Regions from separate parts of the Drosophila melanogaster genome. Here region 2 is linked to region 1. The links are chromatin contacts, called in public Hi-C maps. All regions are on one chromosome and are shown on one strand. Each heading gives the region's core, a stretch centred on a gene start, on an enhancer-like site or on the middle of the called end of the contact. The rest is flanking DNA. Distances are from core to core; before and after follow the strand shown. Region 1 holds the start of Golgin84 (Golgin-84). Region 2 holds the start of CycB3 (Cyclin B3).

Evidence for each region. A called contact is a pair of places that touch in the nucleus more often than the background predicts.
Region 2: a Hi-C map of the Kc167 cell line shows a contact between it and region 1, with 2.4 times the contacts expected there. The contact joins the promoter of CycB3 here to the promoter of Golgin84 in region 1. A contact is called at or near these places in 7 of 107 Hi-C or Micro-C datasets (the D17-c3 cell line, the Kc167 cell line, the ML-DmBG3-c2 cell line and 3 more).

Annotation. Positions count from the first base shown.
Region 1 is chr3R:24,355,698-24,360,581 of dm6, reverse strand. It overlaps Golgin84 (Golgin-84), which reads left to right and starts at 2,644. Exons shown (of 2, transcript NM_142993.3): 1 at 2,644-4,041; 2 at 4,097-4,512. The coding sequence starts at 2,706. The coding sequence ends at 4,311. CG18528 reads left to right here and starts at 438. Exons shown (of 3, transcript NM_142994.4): 1 at 438-704; 2 at 1,023-1,328; 3 at 1,385-2,487. The coding sequence starts at 516. The coding sequence ends at 2,371. It overlaps CG6454, which reads right to left. Exons shown (of 10, transcript NM_170141.3): 10 at 4,341-4,866. The coding sequence ends at 4,804.
Region 2 is chr3R:24,866,914-24,872,331 of dm6, reverse strand. It overlaps CycB3 (Cyclin B3), which reads left to right and starts at 1,516. Exons shown (of 1, transcript NM_001276005.1): 1 at 1,516-4,398. The coding sequence starts at 1,804. The coding sequence ends at 3,531. It overlaps CG3744, which reads left to right. Exons shown (of 9, transcript NM_170177.3): 8 at 1-113; 9 at 179-1,130. The coding sequence ends at 380. Elal (Elastin-like) reads right to left here. Exons shown (of 2, transcript NM_001276004.1): 2 at 4,681-5,418.

The DNA of each region.
Region 1 (4,884 bases), core at 1,395-3,894:
CAACTTTTGGTGAAATAAAAAAAAAAATTTTTTTTTTTCTATTTTCACATTTTTTATAAGGGGTAACAACGTCTATTTTTTTCAAAAAACGTCAAAAAAATAAAATTACCAAATTTGAACTCCAACCAATTAAGGGCTTAATTACAAGTTCATCGAGATATGTCATTCGATATTTTCCAACGCTTTTGACAAAAAATCTGATAATTATTTGACAAAAAATTACAAAAACTACTTCTGTCTAATTGAATAAAAGTGAATTCTTTCTATCCAAATAACAAAGAAATAAATAAAAAACGTTCCCATGTTTCAAATCCCATATTTCGGTCAAAATGGTTTGTGTCGGGACTGGAGATTTACCCAAGCTTACCACCGCTCCATAATTGTTTACGCACAATTCTTTAGTATATATCTCCGAGTGGAATGATATATTTTTGTAACGGCCATTCCGCGGTCACACTTAATATCACGTTCAATTGTTTATTATTCGGCGGTTGGGATTTAATTGTTTTTCGGCGATGGCGCTTCTCAGAAACGCGTCCCAGAGCTTCTTGGGCAGTTTCCGGCGCTTTGCCAGCAGCGGATGCACCATCTACAGCCTCAGTTCCGGTCATGTCAAGTGCGGTGTGTCCGTGATCCGTGTCTCCGGGCCGCAAACAAAGAAGGCCCTCCGAGCAATTGTTGCAAACAAAGAATACGAGCCAAAGGCAAGTCAATCGATATAAACGTTTATTATTCCATATATGAGGGGTCGTGACCTGTGCAGTGTATAGTTTTGTTTTCTAGTATCCAAAATATATGTATGCAAATGAAAAGACCTGTTGCTTATTTATATACATTTTGGGAGATGTATCCTGTATAAAAATAAACAAATTTCTCCTAACTTACATATAATTGACTAAATAAATTGAATAATTTCGTGAACTGCTTAATTTGTTATAATTGGCAAGCTGCCAGGTTTTAAGACGAGAGACCTCTATGATAGTGAAACTTATAGTTCCCTTTATAAATACTTTTCCATATAGGCTCGTCAGGCGTATCTGAAATCCTTCTACCATCCCGCCAGCAAAGAGATGATTGACCGTGGGCTCTTACTTTGGTTTCCGGGACCGGCTTCTTTCACTGGCGAGGATTCCTGCGAGTTTCAGGTACACGGGTCCCTGGCAGTCATTGCGGCCATGTTGGATGCTCTGGGAAAAGTGGATGGATTGCGGCCGGCGGAGCCGGGAGAGTTCACAAAGAGAGCGTTCTTTGGTGGCAAACTGGATTTGACAGAGGTGGAGGGATTGGCCGATCTTATCCATGCTGAAACGGAGGCGCAAAGAAAGCAGGTAGACAGTGGACTTAGGGTCTCATAAATTTTGTTTCAAGTCTCTTCTTTCTCCAGGCACTGCTACAAAGCACTGGAGCACTGGCTCGACTCTACGACAACTGGCGCCGTCGACTTATTCGCTGTGCTGCCCATTTGGAGGCCTACATAGACTTCGCCGAAGAGGAGCAAATCGAAGGCGGCATCATCCTGCAACTCGGCAAAGAACTAAAGGCGGTAAAGCGTGAGATTCGCGAGCATTTGAGTGACCAGCGGCAGGGAGAGCTCCTCCGCGACGGAGTCCGCACTGTGATCATTGGAGCACCCAATGTTGGCAAGAGTAGTCTGCTCAATCTCCTCTGCCAGCGATCCGTGTCCATAGTGACGGATCAGGCGGGCACCACAAGGGATATTATAGAAACAATGCACAATTTCGGAGGATACCCGGTGGTATTTTCCGACACAGCCGGATTACGCCGATATACTACGGATAGTATAGAGCAGGAGGGAATGCAGAGAGCCAAGAATTGTCTAGTCCAATCTGATTTGATATTGCTCCTAGCAGAAGCCAAGAACATTGCACAGCTGACGCACGACGACGCAGTTGCTCCGTTTGTAGATAGCTATCTGGGCGAGTTGGATATACCTCTGGACATGTGCTCAGGGAAACGTCTGCAATTGGTGGCCAATAAAACCGACACTTTGACGGATGAGGAGCATCAGCAGCTGGACAAGCTGTCCAACGTGTTAGCCATATCATGCCATAAGCCCGATAAGATGCCCGTGTTTCTGGGATCACTGGAGAAGCAGCTGCAAGAACTGTGCGGAGAACCGCGGGCGGAGAATCCACGCATCACAAACACACGCTACCGTCAGCAACTGGAGCGCTGCATTGAGAACATTGATATTTTTCTACGAGATTACAGACCCGACGTTTACCCGGACATGGCCATAGCCGCCTCCAAGCTGCGCAACTCCGTGCGCTGCATCGAACGCATCACCGGACACATCAGCTGCGAAGATATACTCGACGTGGTCTTCAAGGACTTTTGCATTGGAAAGTGAAGAGATAGTTTATAGTTGTGAGTTGCGAAGATTACACTGCCCATGTTGAGTATTGAATAAAATATTCATTTGTACCCTAGAGTTTTGATAAGCATAATAAATTAACATTTCTGCACGGATAAGAAAGATTGGAATTACATTTATTTCTAAAACCAATCCTTACATTTTCATATAAATATTTTTTTGATCAGAAAAAAGGTTTTTCAAAATTACGTTACTTTTAGAGTGACCTTAACTTTGGAGTTGACCATTCCGCAGTCGATAGCGATATGGGCACACAGTGTGATATTGTTTACGTGTTTTACTCGAAGAGATTTGTTTTTCTTAGAAAAATATGTCATCCTGGATCACAGGACTGGCGGACAAGGCCGAAAACATTTTGAACAAGCTGGACCAAAATGCGGCAACGGCCCTGCAGACAGAGAACGCCACAGGTTCAGCGGATCCCATGCGTAGGAGCATGACGAGCAGCACCCAATCACTGTCCACATCCCTGAAGTCCACTCTGTCGCCAGTGCGGCGCTCGGGGGCCAATAGCTCATCAAGTGTAAAAAGCGATGGCGGGGTCTCCGTGGTCACTAAGGACATGCGCCAAAAGATGACCACGTCGGCCAGTTTCTCCAACAGTCCCGACATATCCGCCAACTCAATGGACACAAATGAATTGGCTGCCTTCAAGATCGCCCTGAATGAAATCACGGCCGAAAGAGATGAACTGCGTCTGCGCTTGGAAGATCTTAATAACGAAACCGAAAAGTTTGATCTGCATCAACACACCCAGGTGCTGGAAGCTCTGGTTAAAAGTCTGTCCGAAGAGCGGGACAAGGCGGTTCATGACTACAATGAGGCCCAGGCAGCTAACATGGCGTATGTGCACTCCATCTCCGAACTGGAAACCAATCTGGCCAAGTTGCAGCAGGAATACATAAGCGCCGCTCACAAATTGCAAATGCAAACAAAGGAAACGGAGCAGCAGCGCCAGGAGCTTCAGGAATACCGTATCAAGGCTCAGCGAGCTCTGCAAGCAAAGGATTCCCTCATCGCAGAGTTGAAGGCGAAGCCCACGGAGGAGGGCGCAGATCCAAACCTGGTGTCCAAGGACAGTGAAACGCGTTTTCTGCAAATTGAACACGAGTCACTTAAGCAAGAACTAGAGCATGCCAACGAGGAACTGCAAAAGGCGCGCTTGCAGCTGGACGATTACGTTTCCCAGGAAAGACAACGACAGGTGGAACTAAGCTCTGCCCGCCAACGCGAGGAAACACTAGCAAAGGAGTTGCGACAGGCAAGGGAACACAGTGTGACCTCCGAATCCGATCAGCGAGTGCTCACGCAGGAACTGGCCTCACTGCGGCAGCAACTTAGTAACCAAATGGCTGCTGCCGCCACTCGACTCCAGGAGCGGGAGCAGCAGCTTCAGCAGATGCGTCAGCGATTGAGCGAGGAAGCCAACACGGGAGCCAAGAGCGATTACGAGACTCGGCTAAAGGCTTTAACCCAATCACTGGTCGAACGTCAAAGTCTTCTGGAAAGAGTTACGAGTGAGAGAAATGCCCTGCGACTACAGCACGAAAAGGCACAGACGCAGCTACAGCAAAACATGCACTTGGTGGAAATGGAGAGCCAAAGGGGCAGCTCCCGCCATACTATGCTCAACAGCACAGATGATGGTAAGTCTAACATTCTGCGAGTACCAGAAATTACATAAATATGAGTTCTACCTAGTCAAAGCACAATTCCCGCTTCTCATGCATCCAAGTCCATTCGATAATCGTGTGGCACGACGCTTCAAGCGAGCCCTTCGCCAGGCGGACTCCATGGGTATTCGGGTGGGAACGTTTCTGCGTCGCTATCCCATGATGCGGGTCTCTGTGATCGTCTACGTGGCCCTACTACATCTGTGGGTCATGTTTGTGCTGCTCTCCACTACACCAAACTAATCGAATCAAATACATTTAGTTGAGCAATTGTTGTATTTCCATAATATTGTATGTATTGTATTTTACGCGCCAAAATTGGATATCTAGTGGTACGAGTATATGTGTCATGTTTGTGGTTGCAACAATTGTATATATCGATATTATACTTGTGTCTCGCACTCGTTCTAAATTCAATATTCAATAAACATCAACTATGTACAGAAATTGCAATTGATTTAACGCTAAAAACATCCAGCAAACAAGTAACAAGACCGAAAAAATTAGCACTACTAAGTTAGGATTAGAACGATTCCTCACAGTTCAAATATTGCATAAAGAATCCATCTACAGATGCTGTAAAATTGTTAAGTAAACGTGAATTAGTTTAACTTCAGTTTAACTCCAGTTGCTGGGCAGAGCTGATAGTTCTAGCTAAGCGGAAGAAAATAGAGAGTATACGCTTTTGGGACGATTCGCGTAAAACATGCGCTATATGCCCCGCAAGTTTTTATATCAGTCATCGGCATGGTAGCTCACATAGACAGCATCGCCTCCGATGCTAATCAGGCACTGGCCCTAAGAATACAAGATTTC
Region 2 (5,418 bases), core at 267-2,766, 510 kb before region 1:
TGGGAGTATTACGATACGGGCTACACGGAACGATACATGGATATGCCGCAAAATAACGAGGCCGGTTACTCAGCCGGTTCGGTGCTCGAATACGTAAACTCTTTTCCCGAAGAGTGAGTTCTTAAGCTGGTTCTTAAATTGTCAAATTTTCGAAACATTCATGTTTTCTTTTGTTCAGGGACAAACGCCTGCTGCTCATACACGGCCTGATCGACGAGAACGTGCACTTCTGCCACACCTCGCGTCTGATCAGTGCTTTGAACAAGGCAAACAAGCCGTACGAGGTGCATCTGTTCCCCGAGGAGCGGCATTCGTTGCGTAATCTGGAATCGAATAAAAACTACGAAACTAAATTACTGTCATTCTTGCAAAACTTATGAGATTCGTAAATGTCAACAGCCGAAACAAGATCGCCTGCTTAGGCAGTAAAACTAGACCCGCCCCACGCCCTCGTCCCTTTGCAATAGTTTTTTACATCATTGTCTTTGTTTTTATTTGAATTTTTGTTGTTCGAACTATTGTTTTTATTCGATAAAGAAAATGAGAGAAAACGAAATTTGTATCATATTTTTAGCATACTTAATTTATAAACGTACGCAGTTGTAAGTATAATGGAAAGTTGAATGAATGAAAGTTTACCTGCCACCCAATATTAGACTTCAGATCAAGACCAAGCAGCTTATTGTAATTAATTTATACTTAATGTTCTACAACACACGTCATATACTCTTAACTATGTTTTAATTGTGTTTGATATCCGCAAATGTACATTTTTCCTATCAGTAATTATAAGTTGTGTTTTAGTGCGTATGTACGAGTATGAGTGACTGTATGCGTGTTTTCCACAGAAACGGAAAAAAAAAACCTTAAACTTGTCATGCCTTTGGGGCAGGCCATCAATTAATGTTAGTTCTACGCATGCATATATATATATATATATATATATATTATATATCTCTTCGATAAACCTGACGCAAGTCGTATGCATACTTGATTGAGTTCTTAGAAACCCGCGTTTGGCTGAAGCAACAAAAACTGAATTAAATTTAATATTAATTATGCCTATATATAATCATTAGTTTTACAACTGATACAAGCAAACGTATATATACATATATTTTGTTTAACATTTAAATAAACAGTTGTGTGTAAAAGCAGGTGTTTTACTTTTCTCTCTTGTTTGGATTGATGGGGATTTTTGGGCACTGTTCAATTAATTAAATAAATATATTTAAACAAATTCCTTTCTGTCAGCTGCTCGAGGCTACTTTGATGAGTTTCTTAGTTCCATAAATTTGCAATTGCATATTTAAGCAAACTGCCCAAATAGTTCAATTCACATGTTTTGAACTTCAGACATTTAAATTAGCCGCGCTCTGGAAGACTACCCCCAATGCCTACCTTCACCACAGAGGTGTATTCCAGTCGATTTCCGTTAGGCGACCGAACGCCGCGGTACGGTCACACTGCAGGCCGCATCTGCATCTGGCATCTGGCGGTGTTTTTTTGATTTTTTACTCAGTGCTCTCTATCCCTCCGGCCAAGCGCCATAACTCCACAAAACTCGATCCGGAATTATATTGTGAGTTTGTGTGAATGTCTAGGCTTGATCGAGTCGACAATATCGGCAGTAGCGAACGACTCAAGTTCTAGCCAACACAAAGACCACATTCTGCAAGGAATCCGCTAGCGAGGATCTTGCTGAAACCAAGTGGAAGTGGAGGAGACGAGGACTCCAGGCGCCGCGCACAAGAACACAAACAACAAACGACGAGTGCGCTCACACGCAAACACGCATTCAAAATGGCGCCCACAAAAGCAACAACGCGCGCGGCCATCACAAGCGGGCATCATCAGCTGCAGCAGGCAGTGAATCCCATCCTGGGAGCCCTGGGAGCTGCCACTAGGAAGGGACTGACTCGGAGGGCGGCTGCCACGGGAAACATCGATCCGAATGTGGAGAATATGCAGACGCGCGCCAAACGCAAGGCCGACCACAGTCCAATTAAAAATGACAAAATCAAGCGCTCGGCGCTGGGTAACCTGACCAACAATGTTAAGATCATGACACTGCATCCGGCACAGGATGAGGAGCAGTCGGGCGTGGGCAAAAAGCCAACGGCCCAGCAGCTGCAGGCCCTGATGGATGCTAAGAAACAGGAGAATCTCAGCGTAAATGTCTTTGGCGCCAGTAAGATGACTACGCGCGCCTCCAGTAAAGTGGAGGATTCGGTGGAGAACTGCCACAAAGTGCTCGATAAGCTGGAAGAGGCGTTGGCCAGGCCCAAACCGCGCCCCAAGGCAGTGCCTGCCGCAAAAAAGACCGTTTTGGGGGAGGTTCAGCTACCGGCCATGCCAAATCCTATGCAGATTCCCGTTTTACTGCCGCCCACGCACAATCTGGCTGCTCCCCAGGTTGCCGCCGTCAAGCCAGTTCGTCGGATCTCCAATGACTTCAACAAGACTGAGGACAGCCTGTACATGTCCGCGCTGGAGGATGTCTCCAGTTGCGACTCCATGCGGCTGTCTGGAAACTTTGAGGCGGCGCGACGTCGCTCCGCCAAGTTGCAGCAAAAGACTGAGCAGCAGCCACAGCCGCTGTTGCTGACACTCCCAGAGACTGCTCCAAGCCAGGTGGTGCCCATTCCGCCAGTGCCCGAGGAAGTAGAGGACTTCGACCGCAAGAACTGGGACGATCCCTTCCAGGTGTCCCACTACGCCATGGATATATTCAACTACCTCAAAGTGCGCGAAGCGGAATTCCCCATTGCCGACTATATGCCCAGGCAGATCCATCTGACCACCTGGATGCGCACCCTGTTGGTCGACTGGATGGTGGAGGTGCAGGAAACGTTCGAGCTGAACCACGAGACTCTGTACCTAGCGGTTAAGATCGTCGATCTGTATCTCTGCCGCGAGGTGATCAACAAAGAGAAGCTGCAACTTCTGGGCGCCGCTGCCTTCTTTATTGCCTGCAAGTACGATGAGCGACAGCCGCCGCTTATAGAGGATTTTTTGTATATCTGCGATGGTGCTTATAATCACGACGAGCTGGTGCGAATGGAGCGGGAGACGCTGCGCGTTATCAAGTACGATCTGGGCATCCCGCTCTCGTACCGTTTCCTGCGCCGCTATGCCCGATGCGCCAAGGTGCCTATGCCCACGCTGACCCTGGCTCGATACATCCTGGAATTGTCGCTCATGGATTACGCCAATATTTCGTTCAGTGACTCGCAGATGGCTTCGGCCGCACTGTTCATGGCACTGCGTATGCACGGCGGTCCGGGGCAGCTGGACAAGCAGACGTGGACATCGACGCTTATCTACTACACCGGCTATCAATTGGCGGACTTTGCTGAAATTGTGACCGCGCTCAATGCAGGACTGCATCGCAAGCCACGGGCCACCATCAAGACGATACGGAACAAGTACTCGCACAAAATATTCCACGAGGTGGCCAAGGTGCCGCTGCTGACGAACCAGGAGCTCTTCCAGGGCAACCTTGACCTGAACGAAAGCAATCTGTCGTAGGACAGCCTCAAAGTTTAGCCAAATTCAACATGATACGATACGCTTCACTTAGGCTCTAAGACGCTTCTATTCCCAATATTAGCCCCATCCCGACGAAACAGCGGATCCCCGCCTTAATCTAAAAACCCCTGATTTTACCCCTTACCTAGTGTTCCCGTCAAGTCCTCGCAATTTATTATATTTTAATTATTATTGTGACCTTCGCATTATTGACATGTTTTTTGCATAAATATTATGTTAAGAGTGCTTTTGTTTCTTTTTGCCATGTATTATTGTTTAATTTTCCCACATACCGCATACGTAGCCGAACACAATCAATCTAAACTCGAAAGGCGACATTATCTTTAGCACCCCCACCCAAAAAATCCCAAAACGATTCATGTTTTAATATGTACGTTAGTCTTAAGAGATGCCAGCATTAAATAAACCTAACTCGTAAGCCACCAAAGCAGACACGGATCCCCACTAACTTATTCTACACAGATACACAAACGCAAGGATACGAAGCGACTATGAAAGGCACGTGTGTCCCGTACAACCTGGAAATGCGCTGCGATCAACCCTCGTCCCGTGCACGCCATGTACGCCATGTGCATCTGTTCCTGTCGTCGTTATTAATGCTGTTATTTGTTAAGTCGTTCATGGACTCCCCTCCTTGCGCTCACATTCCCGCCCCTCGAAGGACGCTCACCATCAACTTCCCAGTTCCTGATCATACCGCCCCGCCCCGCCCTGCCTCAGTTCACCTCGTTTATCCATGGATGGTTGATAACGTTGCATTGTTGAAGTAACTAGTTATGTATGTACTCAGTGTTATGTATGTATCGTTTTGCGAGAGAATACCAATAAACATTTTTACGTCCGTTCAAAAATACTTCAATCTTTTTACCATCATTACATTCGGAAAACGGTGGGCGAAGTGAAAAAATTCTTACTTTTAATAGGGTAAGTGCAATAAATTCGTATTTTTATTTTTCTTTCTAGAAAACTCTTTTAAAAACCTGATGGAAGTTTCAAAATCGGGTGAGTATTAACTCAGATATAACTAGTTGAATGCAATTGTAGTATCATTAGTGTTTATGTTTACTTTAAATAAGTATTTTAAATTAGCTGTCTTTATCCAGCATGTTGGAAATGATCCTAGTTCCTAGGGGATTAAATAATTTAGGGCATTATTTTCAATTTCCTAGAATCTGGAATGTATGTATTTGTTGCAGTTCAATCTTTAATTGTTAGAAACAGAGCATAAACTCCTAGATGTCAAAGGTTAAGGGAAAACGTTTAGCACATCTAGACTTCTTTGCCGTGAGTATACCCATTACCCCACCCATTCTAATTCCTTTGTTTCGAATCCTCTCAGCTGAATCTGTGCTCCTTTCTCCGCGCTCATCATAGAACAGCTGATGGCTGATGACCTAAGGACATCAAACCCTGGCTGGAATCGGTTCGATTTGCTACAGGTAAAAACCACCGATACCGTCCGTCCAAATCATTCATAATCCATGAGTGTAAGTGTCTGTCTGTATACTCGTAGTCTGTATACCCCGGGCATGATTCTCTCGAGTTTCCTGCGGTTCCTTGCTTTTGGCGCGCTCGTCCGTCATTTTAGCGCCAAAAATTTGTTAAGGATTTGCGCGGCAGGCTGCGCATGCGCCGCAAGACATCAAGACGTCGTCCCTTGGTTGGGTTCCTTTCCTTTCCTTCGGCCCTCTCTTTTCCGCTGCACAGCGAAACCCAGCCGATTTATGTCGCTGCAGTTGGGTCCAGCGAAGGGCACCAGGAGTACCAATACCAGTAACAGCGTCTCTCTCTGACGCTGATTTTCTACCACCACCTTTGGCTCGCCCAGAGTCCTGCCTTTGTGCGTTCCCTTTTTTTCGGCTGCCT